Linked DNA regions of Danio rerio: region 2 is linked to region 1. Evidence: chromatin contacts called from public Hi-C data. All regions are on one chromosome and are shown on one strand. The core of a region is the stretch at or near the end of the contact, and the rest is flanking DNA. Distances in the headings are between cores, read along the strand shown. Region 1 holds the start of zgc:110158. Region 2 overlaps LOC141378655 (a long non-coding RNA gene).

The links. A called contact is a pair of places that touch in the nucleus more often than the background predicts.
Region 2: a Hi-C map of embryo shows a contact between it and region 1, with 3 times the contacts expected there. The contact joins the enhancer-like site here to the promoter of zgc:110158 in region 1. A contact is called at or near these places in 10 of 18 Hi-C or Micro-C datasets (caudal fin, embryo, fibroblasts and 3 more) and 3 of 4 datasets of contacts at active chromatin or transcription factors (caudal fin, embryo and gastrula embryo).

Annotation. Positions count from the first base shown.
Region 1 is chr2:44,776,676-44,780,540 of GRCz12tu, forward strand. It overlaps zgc:110158, which reads right to left and starts at 1,671. Exons shown (of 18, transcript NM_001362582.1): 1 at 1,501-1,671. The coding sequence starts at 1,556.
Region 2 is chr2:44,819,365-44,823,229 of GRCz12tu, forward strand. It overlaps LOC141378655 (a long non-coding RNA gene), which reads right to left. Exons shown (of 2, transcript XR_012393574.1): 2 at 1,655-3,865. Among named protein-coding and RNA genes, the nearest start is that of zgc:110158, 43 kb to the left of the region's middle. Within about 2 kb of position 2,272, at least 3 of the 62 cell types and tissues checked have an H3K27ac peak or open chromatin away from gene starts, as enhancers often do.

The DNA of each region.
Region 1 (3,865 bases), core at 421-2,920:
TTCATACTCCCTTATTTTCTTATTTATTTTTAACACTGCTCACATCATTTAGCTTGAACATTCATTCATAAGTTTCATAATAAAGGATGTCTATATGAATAGTCTACAAAGGATGACTATTGCAATCAGTGCTTCTGATTCAGGGACAAGTAAAAATTTTGCAAGTTCAGTCAAAAAGAACCTAAAATTAATCTAAAACAAAATCTTTCGATTAAATAAGTAATTTAATATGCATGTACCATGGTTTTAAATAGCTTCCAGAAAAATATTAGTAGTTTTCAACACCGATAAAACGAAATGTTTCACAAGCATCAGCGCTTTTTGTTTGGTTTTTTTATAATTTAATTTGATGGATTATGAGAAACTGAAGAAGACTTGAAGTCTTGAGTGAAAATCAGCTTTGTTGTCACATTTTTGCTATGGTAGATTAAAAACAGACACTTACAAGACATGCTGAAGTAAAAACAAGGGTTTATCTTCCACAAGTTTGTACTGTCAACTTATTAATTAGATCTAGCTAAGATGCAATACTCTATTTCTTTGAAACACAGTTGCAACATTAATTGACTCATGACATTTCCTACCATTCATGACTATCAATCAAGATTTGTTTTTTTTAATCATTCACAGATTTCAGTAACAAGTTTTCATTCACATGCCAGGTACCCAACTTGTGAATGAAGCAATTATACTCATTAGTGTAATGTTACATGTCTTTTACAGCACAAAGACTAACACACAGCTGATTAAACATGTCAGACATAAGCCAAACTACAAAACACCCCTATACACTCTCAATGACTTTGTGTGGAAATAATACTTCTAACGTTAGTCTCCTGATTTTTTCAGGTTTTCAATGATTAAGATAAATAACACTTTAACATTAGACTCCTGATATTTTCAGGTTTTCAATGAATGTGGAAACTCAATATGTCACATTTTCACTAAATATATGACCCTGTTCTATATGTCTATAAAAACTAGTCTAAAAAGTCACAATCAATTCAAGAGAACTCAAAATTTTAAGTGAGAATCCTAAACGATTTACAGTAAAACTAACATGAAGGAGTAACAGTAACAAGCAACTCTTGGTGATGTAAAACAATTGAAAACTTTTCTGTTGTCACCCCGTTTTACAGTAGCTCGTCCACAGTCTAACATTGTTCTGTGCACCAAGTATGATACCCTGGGACTCCTGATTATCTCGTGCCAAACAAGAGCATCTGAGCATCAACATGATGATGATGATGATGCACGGATCCAATGCCTCCACAAACTCCGCATCTGCACGGTTCAATCCCCCAGGTAACATCTCCAGACAAAGTTACTTCAGACGCAGAGCAAGCAGCATGCGTAAACAAAAACAGCGGCGCGAGACAACATCTGCAAATAAACTACTAAGCAAAGTGTCCGTCTCGTGTATTAACGCAGCGCAGGCATCAGAGACCGTGCAGCTTCTTTTGCCCCCCTCAATATGTGACAATGCACAAATTCACTTACTTCTCTCTGGCTTGACTATCAGACGGAACGACAGCTCCTTTCCCTTTGGCGTACATGGTGGACTCTGTTTGAAGACTTTTAACCTACTCAACACCTGTCAAAGGAAGCGGCCAGGAAAACGGTCTATCTCCATAGCTACCCGCTTAGTGTTTTCCTCCCTTTTCGTACATCTCCAGCATTGGCCACAAATCAGGCACAGTTTCTGCTGGGGGAACTTGAAACAGTCTACTGGTGGATTTTTTTTTTCAATCGCTGTTCCAGGATTAGGCTCGGCCTCCCCCTGCTGTGGAGAAAAGGGGGGGCTCCTTAAAGGGGAAGGCGCACTGTGTTCGTCGGATTGTTGTACTGTCTGGACCTGAGTAAATCAAGTAACAGACTTGGCTGTGAACAACACGTACGCATTTACTTTTACTAGATATTAACGTTTTTTTTTTCAATATAGTACAAAATATATGTCAAAACAGGCTAGTAGCCAGGGGTGGTTCGGGTGGTTCAAGACCCACTCCCCTTCTGACAAAGTCCAGAATTTGTCTCGTATATGAGCTCATTTGTCGCAGTTTTGACAGTATGCCATCATGAAATGTGAAAATAACCAATAGAAGAAGGCTTTTAGAGGAATAACCAATAAAATAAGGCTTTTATTATTTAAATGGATAAATTCTGACTGGGGAAATGAGCTGGCCAGTTTGTTATTTGCCTATATGCTACATTTTTCATTTAAAATAAGTTTTAACAGATTCCCAATTCTGCTTGCTTGTTTGTTTGTTTGTTTGTTTGTTTGTTTGTTTGTTTGTTTGTTTGTTTGTTTTATGATAGACCATAATAAATTAGCATTATTTTTTTTATTAAAACATTCATTAAATTATATACAACTAATAACAGTTTAAATTCACATTTGTAAACAAACATACATTTTTGTAAACAAAAATATGATAGGGTGTCACGGTGGCGCAGTAGGTAGCACGATCACCTCACAGCAAGAAGGTTGCTGGTTTGAGTCCCGGCTCAGGAGGCATTTCTGTGTGGAGTTTGCATGTTCTCCCCGTGTTCACGTGGATTTCCTCTGGGTGCTCCGGTTTCGCCCACAGTCCAAAGACATGCGCTATATGTGAATTGAATAAGCTAAAATGGCCATAGTGTATGTGAGTGAATGCGAGTGTGCATGGGTTGCGGCTGGAAGGATGTCTGCCGCGTAAAGCGTAAGCTGGATATGTTGCTGATTCATTTCGCTGTGGCAACCCCTGATTACTAAAGGGACTAAGCCAAAAAGAAAATAAATAAATAAATGAAAAAAATTGTATGATAAGCTCTTTGACAAAAATGTAAAAAATACTTTTGTTGCATCAAACTGTGTGATAATGATAATCATCTGACAAGCTAATCCGGCACTAATTAGCGCTTAAAATTTCAATAAAAGCAGTATTTGAACTTCAAATAACTGCAAAATTGTCCACTTTTTGAGAAAAAAGAACCACTGTTTTTAATAGGCTGGCTATGGGCCTGCAAAATTCTGGCTAGGGGAATTACCAATTAACAATTTATACTCTACGTCACACATACTGTCACATGGGTTCTACCGCGCATACCGGTTGCAAAAAAAGACTGGTTGCATAAGCAAACATGTCGAGTTGTGTGGTAGGATGCCAAAATCGAAAGTCCAAAAATAGAAAACTTAAATTTTATCCTACACCACACTGCTTTTAATACCAACCGCAGACATATTTGGCAAGCTGCCATCAAAAGAAGTGAATGGAGTAAGGACCTAATTATAAATGCTGGACTCTACAGTTCTCATTTTATATCAGGTTCACGCTTTGCTGAATCATACACGTTACTCATTTTTGATTGCAGCAATGATCAAAAACAGTTATATATAGTTAATTAAACTCAGCAACCTCGATGCATGTGCATCCTGAATGTTTACAAACCGGCAAAGAGCTTAGAATGACCAAGAGGTGACACTCTAGTGTAATTTGGCAAACAGCCACTAGAGGGCGCGGCGGCCATGTTGGAATGAAAACTCCAATAGAACAACAGCAAATTTTAAGTCTGTAAAATAAACTATTAAAAGTGCTAATGATTGTGATAATAAGTGTTGTATTGTCGTCTTTCAGGTTGTATCTCAGCTTTAATACGCTTTTTAAAATGATAAATAAAGAACAAAGCAACTGCTTGCCATCGCGACAGTAATGAGATCCAATGGACGACGATCACTTTCACTCCAAAATTGTCGCCTCTTGGTCATTCTAAGCTCTTTGAAACCGGTAATTCACCTATAAATTGTTAAAAAAAACAAAGCTAATGCTACTGATGGTGTGTTCACACTCACAGTTTTGTTCTGTTGGTAAATTTGGTCCGGACCAAA
Region 2 (3,865 bases), core at 1,022-3,521, 43 kb after region 1:
GTATTAACACATTAGCCACGTACACTGACCTTTTACATCTGTGTCTAAGCCAGTTCAGATCAAAAAGCTGTTTGGAAGCCAGGTCAAAAACTGTTGCTCCAGAAACAGTTTACGTGTTGCTGTTGCCGCGCAAATTCCCAAAGCAAGCTGCGTACTTTCGAACACGCGCGTGCGCACTGCTGTACTCTCAAACGCAGCTGGCAGTGCAAAAGGCGTTTTCAAATGAAGGTTGTTAGTAAGCCTACGTTTGATACACTCACCGGCCACTTCACCTGTCCAACCGCGTGTTAACACAAATTTCTAATCAGCCAATCACATGGCAGCAACTCAATGCATTTAGGCATGTAGACATGGTCAAAACGATCTGCTGAAGTTTAAACTGAGCATCAGAAAAGGGAAGAAAGGGGATTTTAGTGACTTTGAAAATGGCATGGTTGTTGGTGCCAGACAGGCTGGTCCGAGTATCTTAGAAACTGCTGATCTGCTGGGATTTTCAAGCACAACAATTTCTAGGGTTAACAGAGAATGATCCAAAAAAGAGAAAATATCCAGTGAGCGGCAGTTCTTTGGGCTCAAATGCCTTGTTTATGCCAGAGGTTAGAGGAGATTGGCCAGACTGATTCAAGCTTATAAAAAGGCAACAGTTACTCAAATAACCACTCGTTACAACCAAGGTATGCAGAAGAGCATCTCTGAACTCACAACACATCAAACCTTGAGACGGAAGAGCTACAGCAGCAGAAGACCACACCTGGTGATACTCCTGTCAGCTAAGAACAGAAAACTAAGGCTACAATTTGCACAAGCTTACCAAAATTAGACAACAGAAGATTGGAAAAACACTGCCTGGTCTGATGACTCTCGATTTCTGCTGCGACATTCGGATGGTAGGGTCAGCATTTGGCATCAACAACATGAAAGCATGGATTCATCCTGCCTTGTATCAACGGTTAAAGCTTGTGGTGTGATGGTGTGGGGGATAAACTCTTGGCACACTTTAGGCTTATAAGTACCAATTAAGCATAGTGTCAACACCACAGCCTACCTGAGTATTTTTGTTGACCATGTCTATCCCTTTATGATCACAGTTTACCCATCATCAGATGGCTATACTTCCAGCAGGATAACGCGTCATAAAGCATGAATCATCTCACACTGTTGTTTGTGGCTGACAAATCTGCAGCAACTGCGTGACACTATCAAGTTAAAAGAGACCAAAATCTCTGAGGAATATTTCCAGTACCTTGTTGAATCTATGCCACCATGGATTAAGGCAGTTCTGAAGGCAAAAGGGGGTCCAGCCCAGTATTAATAAGGTGTACCTAATAAAGTGGCAGGTGAGTGTATATATGTAACTGTGCTGACAACGGAAATATTTCTGAACAGGTATTTCTCATTTAAATGTGCTGAATGATTTACTTACTAAAAGGCATTGAACGTAATTATTAAAGGCAAATATTTTGGACGTTTCAAAATGTGCTTACATAAGATGATCTCCTCAGTGAAAAGGCTTTGATTAGGCTAGATTTATCTCACGTGATAAGTGTTTAAAATACTAAGTGCATCTTTCGCAGTCTCATGATATAATTAAGCCCACAGAATTATTTGTGAGAACAGCCTTTGCAGAGCACTGAATTACGCAACAAAACAAAGATGCTGCTGAAGACAATGTCTTTATTTTTTGTCTATTAACATAACACAAACTGTTGTTGTAGTTGTGATGCTTTAAATATAGCAGACAATCAAAAGCAAACAATTGCAAACTATTTCAAAAAGAGCACATTAGTACAATAGTTTTAAAAGAATATCTGAAGCCGGACCTCGTGTCGCGCCTTGAGTGTGTTGTCTCTATGTAGCCAGGACACATAATTTGGACATTCAAAACCAATTCTGTCTCTTCTTAGCAGCCTCGTCGTCCGTGAACTCAACATTACTGTATCTCACTTGCTGTTACACAGAGAAACCAAAGACTGCAGATGATTCCACTGGGATGATTTGGTGAGAAGCCATAATTATATTAGATTAGGACCCTGCAGCAGACAGCTCATCTTCGACCACCTCGGCACCACAGGTTAGACAACAGAGGAGAAAAAAAAAAGATTAAGTGCAAAGAGGAGGTAGAGGTGCAAAGTCATCAAATCAAATCTCAGCCTTTTAGCCGTTTGGCTGGCCGGGATCCGCTGCTGACAGGGTTTTTTTCTGCGCGGCCAGAGGTCTTGGATTCTGTCTACATGCTGACTCCACATATGATCCCTATTAGGGCCTTGCGGGACCCCGCACCCCTCACTGTCTAACAGAGCAGGCTTGCACATACTCAGGGAGATGTTAGTGTTAATGGCTACCATTGTGTCGACGTGTTTAGACGCACGCATATCTATCCGGGAAATGACCAAGGTGGGTATAAATTAGTCAAGGTCATTTTGATGTGATTTGATTCAAATGTCAAATTCAATCAGTATTGTTGATAATCAAGCGGTGGCCTACTGCTTTGAGTCTTGAAGCAGAGCTAGTCAAAACCAAAAGAGAGAAATTAGATAAACTAAGGGTGTGTTCAGTAGAGTTCTCTTGGTCTGTCTGGTCTGCATCAACAATAAAATTGACACATTTGGTCCTGATTCAGTTGGCGTTCACACTAGCATTATAAAGTCCAAACTTAAAAATACTAAATTAAAAATATGCGTAAATTAATATCTGCTATACAGTATACATGTTTCCATCAAAAAATGGCAATAACATCTATGCACATTATTGGATTATCGCATAAAAGACGTGCGAATAAATAAGCGCTTCCATCCAACGAGTCAAAGGGTGCTTTCACATCTGCAGTTTGCATCATTTGGTCCGGATCAAGGGCAAGAAAATAATACATTGTAGCATTTTCTGCCATCTTTGGGTCGTTTTCACACCACACTGATTGCTTTGATCCGAACCAAAATGCAGTCATCTGACAAAATCCACATCACTTATTGGCCAGATGTTGTTAAACATATTTTCTAACATTGCAATTTTATTGTTCAGAATTCACGTGCAGGAAAATGCCAATGGAACTCCTGCAATTAAACAAACCGTTAGACACAAAATGTCCCTTTTGACTATAGAGGGATGACTGCACTGACTGATTGTATCCCTGCTCATACTCCCTCTACTATATAGTTTGTATACATCACTTTAGGCAAACTATACATTTCGAGAATAAAGTGCGGCTGGAAAACAATGTTTTAATGCATTGCAAATTGCGAAGGTGCATCGCACGTCACTTCAGGAGGAGACGTGAATTAATTTAACTAAACTGTGATATGGTCATCTTCCGGAAATATTACCAACAATTCATCAAGTTTCCCCCTCTCTCTCTGTTTAAAATTGTTGGCAAAGCACTGTCACATTTCATAATGCAGAGCGCATTGGCCTACGGCAGCTGGATTAGTCCAAAAGGCACAGTACTTTTTGCAGTTTGGTCTATTTTAATTCGAATCATATTCTCACCACAAACGAACTGCTCCAGGGTTCGTTTGAAAGCGTACCGAGACCACCTCTTGAAGGAGGTCTTGGTACGCTTTTTTCGTCCGTTTTTGGTGTGCACTCGAGTACAATTGCTACATTCACACCTGCTCAAACAAATCGCACCAAGAGGGAAAACTAACTCTAGTGCGATTCAACCAAACTAAATTAGGCAGGTGTGAAAGCACCCAAAGAGAACAAAATTGTCACTTCCTGATTAATGGCACCAAATATGAAAAGTAAAAACAGAATTTGCTGCAGTATGATCAAGCTGCATGAATCTTTACTTCATTTAATAAATGACTTGCGCCTCACAAGACAATGCTGACATGCAATGAACAAGTGGTGGCGTTTGAAGTTTGACACA